Regions from separate parts of the Sus scrofa genome. Here region 2 is linked to region 1. A link is a contact called in public promoter capture Hi-C data. All regions are on one chromosome and are shown on one strand. The core of a region is the stretch at or near the end of the contact, and the rest is flanking DNA. Distances in the headings are between cores, read along the strand shown. Region 1 holds the start of LOC110261486 (histone H2B type 1-B). Region 2 holds the start of LOC595122 (histone H1.3-like protein).

Evidence for each region. Promoter capture Hi-C pulls out the DNA fragments that hold promoters and counts their contacts.
Region 2: a contact with region 1 is called in a promoter capture Hi-C map of fetal skeletal muscle, with 5 times the contacts expected there. The contact joins the promoter of LOC595122 here to the promoter of LOC110261486 in region 1. A contact is called at or near these places in 3 of 5 promoter capture datasets (fetal liver, fetal skeletal muscle and liver), 11 of 47 Hi-C or Micro-C datasets (blood, embryonic fibroblasts, epiblast stem cells and 7 more) and 2 of 2 datasets of contacts at active chromatin or transcription factors (alveolar macrophages and skeletal muscle).

The regions. Positions count from the first base shown.
Region 1 is chr7:20,732,097-20,739,902 of Sscrofa11.1, reverse strand. LOC110261486 (histone H2B type 1-B) reads left to right here and starts at 3,893. Exons shown (of 1, transcript XM_021098434.1): 1 at 3,893-4,466. The coding sequence starts at 3,962. The coding sequence ends at 4,342. It also overlaps the pseudogene LOC110261481 and the pseudogene LOC110261480.
Region 2 is chr7:20,878,828-20,886,633 of Sscrofa11.1, reverse strand. LOC595122 (histone H1.3-like protein) reads left to right here and starts at 4,327. Exons shown (of 1, transcript NM_001031792.2): 1 at 4,327-4,992. The coding sequence starts at 4,327. The coding sequence ends at 4,992.

The DNA.
Region 1 (7,806 bases), core at 2,644-5,143:
AAAAATATCTAGTGTTGATTTGGTATGAGACTCCGTGGCAATGATATTTACTAATAGTATGAATTTGGCCAATTCACTAAAATCTCTTGGGTTAAAGTTCCTCTGCTGTTATAGAGAGAGCGTGAGAGAACTTGCTTTGAGGGTTGTAGCAAAAGTGATATATGTATAATTCAAACAAATCAGTTCATGTTGTCCTCAATCCATGGAAAACTGTCACTATTAGCTATTAGACTGCTCCTTCCAATGAATCGGTGCCTTTTATTTTCTTCCTTCCATAGGGGCCTCTCTAAAGGAAGATTATTTTCAATACAGAATGGGTCAATGTCAATAACACCTGTGAAGTTGTCCCAGCAAACTCATCTGCACACTGGAATTGTTCCTATTGTTCAGAGTTGACTTTATATCCTCCCAGTGAACTTTCTCCTGGTAGCTCTCTTTGAGAATGGTACCTTCATCTAAAGCAACAGGAAAAGCAGTGCTCTGAGTCCGAGAGTCATGCAGGATCTGTGATTCTCAACTCAGAGCACTCTGCTGAGGTACAGTAGAACTTTAAGGGGATAGGGAAGGCGTGGATATTTTGGAAAAGCATAACCAGTGCTGAGAGGTAGATTTACACTGAAGCTAATGAAACTCTAGTGCCATATCCTGTACTTCAAGGCCCTGAAAGGGGTCCATGGGAGTAGGTTGATTTGCTCTTATTTATTTATTTATTGTTTTTTAGGGCCACACCCACAGCATATGGAAGTTCTCAGGCTCGGGGTCGAATTGGAGTTGTGGCTGCTGGCTGGCCTACTCCACAGCCACAGCAACTCCAGATCCTAGCAGTATCTGTGATATACACTACAGCGCAAGGCAATGCTGGATCCTTAACCCCCTGAGAGAGGTGAGGGATTAAACCCTCATCCTCAAGTATACTAATTGGGTTCTGAACTCACTGAGCCACAACAGGAATTCCTGTGAAGAATTCTAAATTTTACAAATCACACATGAAAGGAGCATGACAGAATATTTTCTAAATTTGAAAACAATCCTAAAAACATACATTACTAATAAATAGTGCTTTGAAGCTGAAATTTTGTCAAGAAAGTAAAGCAAATTGTGATCACCCTAAAGGGAATACTGAATTCTCATACCACTGTCTATACTGTTTAGAAAATATTACAAAATAATTGTCCTTTAAAGATGGAAACGGAGCATGTAGTCAAAAAATATGGAAAAATAAAGCATTATAGTCTTGTATTTAATAAAATGTGCTATTTTCTGAATTTCATGATGATGGTTTTGTCTGTTTTGTAAAAGTGGAACTTGCTGATTTTATTATAAATTGTCATTATCTAGTTTGCAATTCTGTTTGTAGTTTTGAGTCACCAAGTTGTGTAAGCTTTAGACCTCAAAAAAACCCTTCATTACTGTTACTTCTACTTGTGGAAAATTTAAACACATTTAAATGGGTGTTTTTGGGACATGGGTAATAAAGAGGAGAGCTCTAGAAATGCTGCCTTTCAGTATCTCAAATTCCCTTGACTTAAAGATGCATAGGCACATATTTTTGTTATATAAATTTAGTGGATCTCTGGCGGTGTGCTTTAGTTTTTAGTGCCTGAATCCCATTTGAGGCAAACCAATTGCAAACGTTGTGTAGATGTTTATGGATACTTAGATGAAATCAAGAGGGCTAAAAATATTGGCAGCACAGCCAAGGGTCTCTACGCAGAGGCAGTGATAAAACACTGCTGACATTACTGAACTTGAGAACTTAAGCAAACTACCGCATAGTCCCTTGGGTAACGCAAACCCAAAGATTAGGTTTCTTGTACTAAAACTTCTCGCCATTTAACTCTAAGAATTCAGCTATCTTATTACAGCTGCTTTTAAGTGAGATTGTGGGTGGCTCTGAAAAGAGCCTTTTTTCTACTGTAAAGAAAAAGCTTTTTTATGCTCTTTCCCCACGGATACGGCGGGCAAGCTGGATATCCTTGGGCATGATAGTGACACGCTTGGCGTGGATGGCACACAGGTTGGTGTCCTCGAAGAGCCCCACCAGGTAGGCCTCACACGCCTCCTGCAGCGCCATCACGGCCGAGCTCTGGAAACGCAGGTCGTCTTGAAGTCCTGCGCGATCTCGCGCACCAGCCGCTGGAAAGGCAGCTTGCGGATCAGCAGCTCCGTGGACTTCTGGTAGCGCCGGATCTCGCGCAGGGCCACTGTACCCGGCCGGTAACGGTGGGGCTTTTTAACACCACCAGTGGCAGGGGCGCTCTTGCGGGCCGCCTTGGTGGCCAGCTGCTTACGCGGCGCCTTGCCGCCGGTGGACTTGCGAGCGGTCTGCTTAGTACGAGCCATCACAAGTAGAGAAACACAAGTTGTGTCTGAAACGCGCCTAGGTTGTTCTCTTTAAATATAGTCAGAAGCATTCTGATTGGTCTTTTTAATTTTTCAAATGTACCGCGCGATAAAACCATTGGCTGAGAGGTGAAGGCGGGACCAGTTAATTATCGGAGAATCTGATTGGATGAATTACGAATTTTCAAATAAATGTTTCATTTCATCCTATTCCAACTACTCCGGGCATAACGAACCATTTCAGGACCGTGTTTACTTTTACCATGTTCAGAAAATGTGAGTGAGACTTGATTCTTCTATTCTTGAAATGCTCGAAGGTCGTGAATCTTGCCGGTCCGCAGGCGAAACTGAGTACAATTGTTGTCAGTCTTTCTCTTAGACAGTTGGGTTAGTTTTTAAATGTCTCAGCCTGGACTGCCCCTTTCCAATTCTGGTTAACTTAACTCCCCTAATCCCGAGATTCTCTTGTGAAACTACACAGAAGCGTTCTTAGGTGTACTATTTTACAAATTACCTTTGATATTGAACTAATGTTTGCTTACACTGTTGTAATAATTTCGCTTAAATTCAAAATTTTGAAAAAGCGAGTTTATTGGCCAAAGGCAAATTTCCTTACTTCTCGCTACTTCAAGGCAGCGTGATTCTCTTTCCTTTTTGTAGTTTTGTGGGTTACAGAATTTCCACCTGGTATACACTAAAATACTTGTTGTGAGACATCCTGCTTCCCTGGAACTGTTCTAACCTCACTGTGTTACAAGACAGACAACCACTAACACAGCATAACCTGGCTACCGGCTTTTTTGTGTGTGAAAACGTGGATGGCTCTGAAAAGAGCCTTTAGATTACTTGTAAAAAGGCTACGTGTTTTGTCTTGACTTTACTTGCCCTTGGCCTTGTGGTGGCTCTCAATCTTCTTCGGTAGCAGCACTGCCTGGATGTGGGACAGACAGGACGCCAGCCTGAGCGATGGTGACTTTCCTCAAAAGCTTGTTGAGCTCCTCGTCGTTGCGGATGGCAAGATGCAAATGGCGAGGTTTAATACGCGTTTTCTTGTTTGTTTTCGCGGGGAGCGTGACCTGCCAGCTCCAGGATCTCGGCAGTCAGGTGCTCAGTAGCGTCGCTAAGTACACGGGGGTACCCGCGCCAACCCACTTGGAATAATTGCACTTGCGGAGCAGGCGATGCACTCCTCCCACCGGGAACTGCAAACCAGCTCGAGAAGACAGAGTTTTGGCCTTAGCTGGAACTTGCTTGCTTGTTTACCGCGTCCAGACATAATAAAACCGTGAAATTAAAAAGAAAACACTGTGCTTGTAACGAGAAAACACCCTTCTAGGAAGAAAACTTTTTAAGGTCAGAGATGCGCCAGTAAGCTATCCGATTGGTTGAAATAGGTGCCTTCTTTAATCCAATAGAAAACGAGAGTGTATATCCCTTATTTGCATAAACCACTCTCCTCCCCATAATGACAATGTACCATGTGTATCCAATCAGAAGTGAGACTTCAAGAACCCTCATTTGCATTGAGCGACTATAAATAAATGGACTCGACTCTTCACACCACTAATCTTGACTGTGGAGACTGCGGTGAGTGTTTCTGCAGCGGTGAAGACACGCCATGCCTGAGCCATCCAAGTCTGCTCCAGCTCCTAAGAAGGGCTCTAAGAAGGCCATCACCAAGGCGCAAAAGAAAGATGGGAAAAAGCGAAAGCGCAGCCGTAAGGAGAGCTACTCCATTTATGTGTACAAGGTACTGAAGCAGGTCCACCCGGACACTGGTATTTCCTCCAAGGCTATGGGCATCATGAATTCGTTCGTCAACGACATTTTCGAGCGGATCGCCGGTGAGGCTTCGCGCCTGGCCCATTACAACAAACGCTCGACCATCACTTCCAGGGAGATCCAGACGGCTGTGCGCCTGCTGCTGCCGGGGGAGCTGGCTAAGCACGCTGTGTCCGAGGGAACCAAGGCGGTTACCAAGTACACTAGCTCCAAATAAGTGCTTTCATAAGCACTTCGTATTTCAAAGGCTCTTTTCAGAGCCACCCACTTTGTCAGAGAAGAGCTGTAACTGTTTGTCTTGGTTTAAATTAAATGCAACACTACTTGCGTTTAAAAATCTACTCTTGTGGTTGTTGATAGTTGAAACATTTCCCAAAGACTGAGCATCCAAGTGCTTATTAAACTGTTGGAATGCTCGCTCTTTTCCACAAAGGTAGAATTTTCTGATGTGGATATTGGAATTTCCCTGCTGGGTGCTGAGGCATTTAGAGGATTTCAGAGGATAGAGGATACCCTCAGGGCATGATAATCCAGCCTGCCCTTTGAAAGGGGGATAAGGGGGGGTTTGGTCAAGGCAGCAAAAAGGGCTGGTAGTGGCTTTTTGTTTTGGAGCCTGAACTCTGGCATTTGGGAATAAAGCCAAGTCGCCTGTGGTTCCTTTAACAAGCTGTGGGCGCTTTCATGGGGTGTTATCTCAAGCTATTTGGACGCGGTTGAAATGAGATTTTCTCGTTTCGCATTAGAATTGTTTACTGATGGCAACAGCCAGTCTAAAGCCTTTTCAATTTTACTCCCATCCCTGAAATACTGGCTCCCGTTTCCTGGATCATTTATCTTTCGGGGTGCCACTAGAAGCGCCTGAGAGGGAGGCATTATCGCTCTAGGAGGGACAAAGTGTTTGAATTTGCCGGCTTTTCCCGTCTGGCGCCACCTCGTCGGTGACCTAGCGGGGCCCCAGTTAGAGAGGAAGATGTGCTGGTTTTCCTCCGTAAACCTTTTTCAAAGAACCCGCGATTCCCAAAATAATCCTGATGGGAAGGTCTTTGGTTGAGGAAGAGGAGTCAGTGAGTGGGGTTGGCCCAGGTCTGGGTTTGAGTGGCAAGAAGAGCTGAGAAAATATCTGCAGATGGCTGCCTATTAGAAGGTGTAGGGGGCGGGATGGCGTATTTTCCTCCAGTTTATGAGCACCATATGGATGTGACATAAAACAGTGTATTTGGATGAAGAAACAGAACTTAAGTGTCTCCAAAAAAGACCAAAGAAAATTTAATTGTAAATGATCTTGTACCAGATCATACACCAGTCATCTGACTCCTATATGAGAAGCATTTTCTATCTCAGCATGCACAAAAAAACATAGTGGTGAAAGCTAGTCCTAGGAATTAAAATAATAATAATAATTATAAACCCCACACCCACATGAAAAAATAAATTACTCAACTCAAGATGAAGTTTAAGAATCACTGATCGTTAGGCTCTCCTCCTGGATGTCTGGGTAGTAGTATTATCTCAGCCTCTTCAAAATGATCTTCTGAGGTAGGGATTATTTTTTTCCCCCTTCTTGTCCTTCATAATGTCTGCCTGTATGCTTTCTTCTGTCTTCCTTTTCTCTCCTTTTTTTTAATAGTTGATATTTTACCTAAAACTGTGTGCTTAAATGACAAAATGAAGCCCAAACCTGAGCTCCTACACTAAAAGCTAGGCCCTTTTGAGATCTGTACTGATACCTGGCTGATTCTTAACAAGCAAACTTGGAAATTAAAAAAAAAAAAAAAAATTCAGATGAATTGGACTCACAGTTAACACCCCAAAACTATAGGAGAGTGGTGAGAAGCCAGAGATAAAAATTCACACATCTCCCCAATTGGATTCAGAAGAAACACCAATTTTTCTCCTTTAAGTATTTTTATAATGGCTGGATTAGAACCCTATTTGGATAATTCTAATATCTGTGTCATCTTGGTCTTTATATACATTGATTATCTTTCCTCACTCAAATGAAAAATTTACTTATTAGTATGAGAGAGATTTTATAAAAAAATAAATTTAACCTGGGCACTTTGCATGTGACTCTGGGTCTTATTTAAATTTTTTTTTTTTTTTTTTTTTGTCTTTTTTGTCTTTTTAGGGCCGCACCCATGGCATATAAAGGTTCCCAGGCTAGGGGTCTAATCCGAGTGGTTGCGCTGTCCTACGCCACAGCCACAGCAACACCAGATCCTTAACTCACTGAGTGAGGCCAGAGATTGAACCCACAACCTCGTGGTTCCTAGTCGGATTTGTTTCTGCTGTGCCAGCCATGATGGGAGCCCCTTAAATTTTTTTTTGTTTTAAAGGAGCTCCCCCCTTCTCCCTGTCTGGGATAGGAGGGGCACTACCTCATTATCAGCAGGTGAAAGTGGCAGTCTAAATTTCTTACTCAGTCTCTTTGACACTAATAGAGAAGTTCCTCATTATTCCTGGGTAGAGGTGTAAGTCCAGGATCACCATGTGGCCTCTGTAGGGATCAATTTTCCTTCTTCCCTTCCAGTTTCTTTGGTTGGTCTAATAATTAAATTGATATGACATCAGGGCAGCCCTTCCCAAGATGTGCCACTTTAGCATGCAGATCATCTGGAGCTGAAAGCAATCAAGGCTGAAAAGATGCAGGAAGAACCTTTGAACTTCCCCTTAAATGCCTAAAAGAGTTTAGAGGATCAGTTCCAGGAAAGCAGCTCTCACCACAAATAACTACAGTGTAATTTGAACTTGGTGTGGTAGACAGCGCAGACTAGCAAAGACCGTTTACTAAAATTCCTCTTCTGTTTGGCCCTGCAAACATTCATTTACAAAACATTTGCTTTTCTTCATCTTCCTATGAATTACCTCCCTACCTTTCGAAATCCCAAACCCCTAATCCCTTCTTCTCTCAGGCCCCAATTGTCTAACTTGTCCTTTTTTCTTATGGCCACAAACCCAGAAATTAAATTTGATTTTTTTCCTGTTAATGTCTCATATCAATTTAATTTTAGACAAGCCAGAAAACCTAGAAAAGCAGAGGAAAAAAAATGTCCTCCCCAACAACCACAACTTCTTTCCTCTCCACATGATCTTGTCACCTAGAACACTCTCTGGCACTTAACATGTGCTCAGCAAATGTATTTTGAACCAATGCTGAATGTACTTCTTTCTTGAGTTCTCTTGACTTTCTAATTCACAATGATTATCTTCTTCTCCATGTGTTCCTTTTAACATAAATTGCTTAAAACCTCCAGTTTGGAATGCAGAATATGGTTTATTACTTAAATTTCAGGTATATGCACCCCTCCCTGCCCTTTTCAAAAGAGAGGATAAAATCTTTGAGACAGCATCTGAGACTCAGAACCTGCGTATCTAACCTATCTTTTTACATCTCCACCATCTTTGAAACATTTCAAAGGCACTGAGACAGTGATTACTGATGTTTATTGCTATTGTTGATGGTGAAGATAATGATAAAAACTAAAAAGGAAGTTGAATGTTGTTAAAAACCATAGAAGTCAGAAGACTTGAGAGAAGGTAAAAAAGAAACAGAAAATGAACATCTTTACTTTCCTGTCTGGTTGCCTGGATGAAAACATGGGCCTCTTACAGAATTGGCTTAGTAGTAATTTTTCTCACATACAGGTTCTTGTTCCTTTTACTATCCTGTTTGACATCAGC
Region 2 (7,806 bases), core at 3,078-5,577, 150 kb before region 1:
TGTGTCCATAAAGCATTGAGGGTTCATCGTGATGAACAAAAGCCTGCAAATTAAGAGGATTAACAAAAATTACACTAATAGACTGAAATGCTGTCCCAGTAAAAAGGGTAATTGATGTTCTACATACAGATGAGACTAATCGATATTTTAATAGACGAAAGACAGCACTTACATTCCACAAATTCATATTGAGTGCCTTCGATGTACTATGGGGGGATTGAAAAAAAAAAAATCCCTTGTCTGCTGGTACTCACTATTTAGGCAGTCAGAAGATTATTAATTTCCTTGAGTCACAGGCGATTTGAGATTTTGTTTGGGTGTGGTTACCTGTAGATTTAGACATTGTGATCTTCCATACTCTCCTTTTTGAGAAAGGCATCAAACAAGAATCATTGATTGATTGATTCATTCAACAATTTAGGGTCTTCTATATGCCAAGAATGGTGTACAAATGTCAGGTTTACAAAGACAGATCACACACATTCTTTTAACGAACTCAAAGTCTAGCAGAAGGGAGCAAGAAGTAAACTCTGGGTGAAAGGTCTTAATATCTACCCAGCAGTTTCCTAGGTTCATTCTGGTAGTGATGGCTGGAGCAGCCCTATCCCAGCAACATTAGCATCGCCTGAGAGCTTGATGGACATTCAGAATTTTGGGCCCAACCTCAAATCTACTGAATTTTTGATATGGCATTATAAACAAGATCTCCAGGTGGGAGGTGTACTCATTCAAGTCTGAGAAGCATGCTTTGAGAGCTGTGCTTTCTCACGTTAGCTGCTACCACATGTGTTCATTCAAATTTAATTAAAATTAAGTGAAATTAAAAATGACTTTCTTCAGTCACTCTACTTTTTAAGTGCTCAATGACCACGGGCAGGTGTAGTGGCTGTCTGTTGAAAGATACAGATACAGAACATTTCTGTCATTGCAGTAGGTTTTATTGGGCTATACTATGATAGAGAATTTCTTCTGAAGAACTTCCAGTCCCAGCCTGGGAAAGGGAGTGTCATAGATAGCTGAGAATGAGGATTGGGGTATTTTTAAAGTAGAGTAGAATTACCAGGTACACACTTTGGGGTGTACCAGATAGTCAGAATGTATGTAGAAGGACAAGTAAAAAGGAAATTGGGAGGAGTTACCATTGTGGTGCAATGGAAACAAATCCGACTAGTATCCATGAGGATGTGGGTTTGACACCTGGCCTTGCTCAGTGGGACCAGGATCTGGCGTTGCGGTGACCTATGGTGTGGGTCACAGACGTGGCTCAGATCCAGATCCAGTATTGCTGTGGCATAGGCTGGCAGCTGCAGCTCCGATTAGATCCCTGGCTGGAAACTTCCAAGTGCCTTGGGTGCAGCCCTGAAAAGCAAAAAAAAAAAAAAAAAAAAAAAAAAGAGGAAATTGGAAGTTTGAGAGTAGTAGTATCCTTTTTAGGGAATAAAATTATATAGATGTGATTAAAAAGTAGTTTCAAGTGGGAGAGTGTCTTCTGCTGAGATCGTCTGACAGAAATTAAAATAGATGCGCTTTCTCATTACTGTTCTAACACATTAGATTGTCACACAGTACTCTATTTGCAAATAAATAGATTTGGTATTTACTCATCATGGTCATTTTTTGCCTTAAATGTTTGAAATTTATGGCATTTTGGAACACCTAAGTACAGGCCCTCTGGACTGCCCTGGTAAGCAGCATCCTATATCTTTCACAGGTATTTACTATGGTGGATGGGTGGTTGACACCAAAATTGAGAGAACATGAAGTCGTGAAACATCCATCACTTATGCAACTTTAGTTTTCTTAGGTAATTTTTCATCTATAAAAATAAAAATAGTTCATGTCTTAGTCTAGCAGAAAATCCACTGTTTTAGGACATAAACAAATAGAGAGTTCATAAGTAATAAATGCAACTTTTTTGGTGGGGTACCAAGTAATAGGTGAAACTTCTCAAGTTTACCAAGTAATAGGTGAAACTTCTCAAGTTTCAAGAACCTTGCCCACCCTACAGTTAGAGCATCAGTCCCTGGATCTCAAGCAATAACAGAACCTATACACAACACAGCTTCATTCTTCTCTAAACATCTGGGGAAGAACATTTTAGGGAACATAATATCTCAATTATTGCTCTCCAGGAAGGGCACAGATTACCTGTAAACAATTAAGCAAATGGCCCTGAGCCCCAATGTCATCTCACTTATGTGGAACTTAAATAGCCATGAGAACCAGTAATAGTTGCACAAGAAAGAAATGGTGATGTCTGCTGTAGAAAGAGTTTTTCAGCTATCTTAAATTGAGTACATGTATCTTAGGGAGGAATTCCAATAATTATAAAACGCCTGATATTATATAATGATGGCCAATAGTAATCTTATAAAAATCTGAGTTTTAATTTATCTTGAATTCTAGATAGTATTAGGCTCTGGACTGAAAAGGAAAATGGCGTATATAATGTTTGTTACCATTTGTATTGACAGTGAAGCTATTGAAGATGAAAAGGAACCTCTTCTTCCAGGTACTCATAAAATGCCTGTCCTGGGAAAACTGGAAAGCTCTAGATCCAATCCTATAAGCTCCTCCCCACCTTTTTTTGGCCACATTTGCAGCATGAAAAATTTCCAGGGCCAGGCCATGCTGCAGTGATAATTTCGGATCCCTCACCTGTGGAGCCACCAGGGAACTCCTAAGCTCTCCTCTTTATGTGCAGTGAGTGTATTTGGTCTATAACATGATCTCAAGTCCCAGAGACAGTGCCAGCCAATAATGACTATTTAAAAACAAGCCAAGTGATTTTTATGGAATTAGTTAAATGCGGAGAGATGACATCAGTAAATATTCTTGTCTCGGAATTGTATGAGAAAATTATCAAATCACCATTAAATATAGGCCAGAATAACTAGATTTTTGGACGTAGAGGTATTTACTAGAAAAAACATAGCACCAAAATACTTTTGTTGTTTATTTATTTTGACAAACATCAGGTTTCATTTCAGTATTTGATTCTTTGGAGGATATTTTATGCTTAATTGTCCAATATTTTCCTTATTCCATTAGTCCTGGGTGTTGCAAAGAGATAGAGTAGTAAAGTCAGTCATATTTGTTATGAAAAGTTTGCTCAAATGCTTAGGTGAATATATCCAGCTAATTAATTTAGATTATGACAGCCTGGTTCATATTTTGTTAGTAAAACCCCCAAGGAGAGTTATAAAGATTCAGAAAGTGATCTAAATTTTTTTCTTTCTGAATCTCTCTGTCCCTCCTTGCAATATTGAAAAAAGTAAGTCAAATTTGTATTTTAAATAACATTTTGAAATATAGGAAATATGTACACAATTCTATGCTAAATATTAGAAGAGAAAAATTCTATGGACAGGGCATGTATAAGTACTTTACAATTCCAACCCATGTGATCTTACAGTGTTCTTGAACTCATAGCTGGTAAAATGATGTAGAATTTCTATTCTGTTGCTTCATGATTCACTTTTAGTCTTTGTAGATGGCATGATTGATCTTTAATGCACATTCCAGGTCTGAAAAATCCATCATACTAATTTGTAAAGAGGGTTGGTGACTTGATTTGGAACTGTTTATCTAGAACACAAATGGAGTAGCCTCACACCCCATCCTTCCTAAAATGTTTCAAATACTGAAATACTGGGACCAAACTAGTTTATACACTGATCACTGAAATACTTTTTTCAAAAAAAATCTATCTTTTCTAAAATAGTTATCCATCTCGGACGTAGAATTTTCTACCCCAGTGCCAATTCCCAGGGCTTAGTGCAAACAAGTTGCAGGAGAGCTGTGTTATTGCTCCCGCGGAAAAACCGTTTTTCCTTGTATATTTGAGTAAAAATGAGCTTATTTATATAGGGTTGCAAAGAAAACAATGTGCATGACAAGGCCCTGGAAGAAAGATTTGCAAAGGAAACAGAGAGAAATAGTAATTTTAAGGAAAATCTGAAAGTTGTCTCGATTTGACTGAAGTTTCAAAGAGAGTTGGGGGAATCGGGAAAGTTTCAGGGGGCCAGTTTTGAAACCAGGTACAGCAAATAAGGCAGGAATGAAGCCTGAAGCGTGTCGGATCAATTTCCCCCAAATCCCTAATTATTTCGTGCCCAGACTTCTTATATTTTTCTTCTTTTTTAAGGGGCAAAAAACACAGCCACTCGGCAGAGCTGAGGAGCCCTTCTTAGCAGTGCGGCGCACCGAGCAGGCAACCAATCATCACTCAGCGACTCTCTATATAAACCCCCAGCCGGCGGCGCTTGGGACACGCCATTCTGATAGTTTAAGCGTACTTTTTGCTTTTCCTGGATAGTCAGAAAGATGTCGGAGACCGCTCCAGTGGCTCCTGCTGCTCCCGCGCCTGCAGAGAAAACACCTGTAAAGAAAAAGGCGAAGAAGACGGGCGCAGCTGCTGGGAAACGCAAAGCGTCTGGGCCTCCGGTGTCCGAGCTCATCACCAAGGCTGTCGCCGCCTCCAAGGAGCGCAACGGCGTGTCTCTGGCCGCGCTCAAGAAGGCGCTGGCTGCCGCCGGCTACGATGTGGAAAAGAACAACAGCCGAATCAAGCTGGGGCTTAAAAGCTTGGTGAGCAAGGGCACCCTGGTGCAGACTAAAGGCACTGGCGCTTCGGGCTCCTTCAAACTCAACAAGAAGGCGGCCACCGGGGAAGCCAAGCCCAAAGCTAAGAAAGCGGGAGCAGCTAAGCCTAAGAAGTCTGTTGGGGCAACCAAGAAGCCCAAGAAGGCTACCGGAGCAGCCACCCCAAAGAAGACCGCCAAGAAGACCCCCAAGAAAGCCAAGAAGCCGGCAGCGGCAGCTGGCACCAAGAAGGTGGCCAAGAGCCCGAAGAAGGCGAAGGCAGCCAAGCCGAAAAAGGCTGCTAAGAGCCCGGCCAAGGCCAAAGCCCCCAAGCCCAAGGCAGCCAAGCCTAAAGCCGCAAAACCCAAGGCTACAAAGGCCAAGAAAGCCGTCTCCAAGAAGAAGTAAAATTGTGGCGGGACCTCCTGCTTTGCAAACCTAAAGGCTCTTTTCAGAGCCACCCACTGCTTTCAGGTAAAAGGGCTGGACCTAATGTTTTTCGGTGAATTCTTTTTTAAACTTGCCGCTTTTATGTGATTGGCTGAGACTTAATGCGCCAGGGGGCGCGCGCGGAACTTTTGAGCGCTAAATGGCTCGGAAAAGAGCCTAAAGATACTCAGCGCCGGGATAGTGTTCTCAACCCTTTTCTTGCCATCGGCCTTGTGACTCTTGTTCTACTTTGGTTGTTTGGATGTTGGGCTGGACACCGCCCTTGCGCCATGGTCACGCAGCTCAGGTTATTGACCTCCTCGTTGGGGATGGCCTGCTGCAGGGTGCGCGGGACGATGCGGCGCCTTCTGGCTAGCCACCTTGGCCCGCCTGCCCCAGGATCTCGTCCGTCTGCTCCTCCGGTAGCACCAGCACGTACACGGCCGCTCTGACCCCGACCCGCTCGGAGCAATTGCCCTTGAGCAGACGGTGCGCTCGTCCCACCAGGAACTGGAGCCCGGCCTGCGAAGAGCGGGTCTTGGCCTTTGCTCGCGCTTTGCTGCCTAGTTTCCCAGGTCGAGACACGTTAGGAAAGAGTGCAGTTTGAGGAAGAGGTTATTCTAGTTTCTAGATGTTTCTAAAATTTCCATTCCCATTGGTTTGCAGTGGCTATTTGGGAGCCAATCAGAACACACTTCAGGAGAGAAAATACTGCGCCAATTAGAGGTTGAGATCCTAATTTGCATATTACGAAGCCTTTGAAAAGCTTAGATTTTGTTGTTGTTGTTGTTTTGGCTTATTTAATGCTGTCCTTATTTCAGGGGATTATTCATCGTATTATTCTGCCTAAATCTGTATAATTGTTGCTACCACCCTGAGGCTAAGGGATAGTGAGAAGTGTAAATCACCCTTGGCTGGTTATGATTTACCTTTTTCTTTGCCAAATCCTCTCCCCCGCTGATGTTGACTGCACCCAGTGAGCCACAGTTGGCTGTCTATCTTGGTGAATAGGAAGGGAGAAAAAAATGCTTTGGGAAAGACCACGGTATTGCTTGGAGAGTTCTTGGAGCTGGGGTTAACCAGGTCAAAATAAATGGGCTCTAGGAATTTGGGTTGATTGGGCCTGAGATTTGGGGGATTTTTTTTTTTTTTTAATTTCAGGGAAGGTCGCTTTTATTGGCAAATCTTAACAAAAATCTGAGTTCTGCAGATCATTAGGGGCTTGTAAATATAGATGAGGGGAAATTGCATCTTTATTTTCGCAGCTAAGCATTTTCTTCAAGTATACCTGTAGGCAACAATGGTCTTGCAGTACCCGTGAATTTCAACAGTGGCAATCAGATGTGTTTGTATCACTTTGAACATATTGCAGATTCTGGTGAAAGAAAGTTTACGAAATTAGGCTGAATAATTGAAACTGACCTTTGTCATTACACTTGTTGCTCCTTTTTTTGATGTGACCAATGAAACACATTAGACATACTTAATAAATACATTTTTACAACTGTATTTTAATGTCATTGACTTCTTATCCAGTGTGGTTTCAGTATTTAACAACATTGTTTTGAGAAGGTGTTATAAGTTTCCCCAGGCTATGCAAAGTCCACCTAAACAAGTGAGTCCCTGAGCAGATCTCCAGTGGGCAAATACCTTGCAGTTGATATATTTCATCTTATTTCTTTGTTTACAGCATCTTCTCCCACCCTCCTCACCTCCCTCAGCCGCATACACAACTTTTTGGTTAATAGTTTATTAAATTTTACTATTTACACTTTCTTTTTAAAAAAGGATGTTGCCTGCCCGATTATCTTTTCAGCTCTTCCAAGCAGGGGTTCATTTTTTTCCCCCATCACGACTGCATATCATAATTTCTTCTTTCCAGCAAGAGCCAAAAAACTTTACTCTCGTGAGAATGATTTAGTTGAGAAAGGTATCTGGATAAATGGGAAAATGTCATGATTACTCAAAAGAATCTTTTTGAAATTAAGTGATTGCTTCACGTGGAAAAGATCAGGAGGAAAAGACCGGTGAGGACTTTAGTATCCAGAAAGAGAAGAGTTTGGTTTTTTGATGAGGAATGATGAATAAGATTTAGGAGGGAATGTGACATTCATTAAGAGTGGTTACAATGACTATATAGTATCTTTGTAGTTCATTATATTTTACAAACCACTTCTATGACCACCTCACTGTAAAATAAAGCACTTGCAGTAGGTATTGCTAAGCTGCTTGTTTTAAAGTTAAAATTGTGGCTTAGAAAGATGAAATGGTAGTTTCACCTTGTCAATAAATGGCGAATCTGGGTCTCAAACGCAAGTTTCTTTATCCGTAATGTTTGTGTGTGTGTGTATTTGCACTGCTTCCTCTCTTTTACATCAATTAGAAAAGGAGTAGAATTCTCGATTTCATTTTTAAGCTCACTCAGCAGGGAGTAACATTCATGTCTTTCTATATTAGGCCTTTTATGACCTATTTCAATTCACAATCCCTTTTGGAATGCACCAGAAGCAATTAAAGAAGATTCAAGCAATGCGGCTTTCATTGTATTCTGGCTTATGTAAATTAAGTCATATTCCTTTCCCTGGGACAGTCCTAAATTTCCAAGGAAATCAGAACTTATTCAAATCCTACTCTATTTCTCTGAATTTTTGTTGCAATTAAAGCTGTTAAAAAGAACATCTTGTCATGAGTAAAGAAGACTAAAGATGTCAAGGTATTTTGTAGCTGGAAGATGAGAGATCAGGAAGTTTAGTCGTAGTCCCTGTTTTTCATCTCTAAACTCCACCCCTAGGA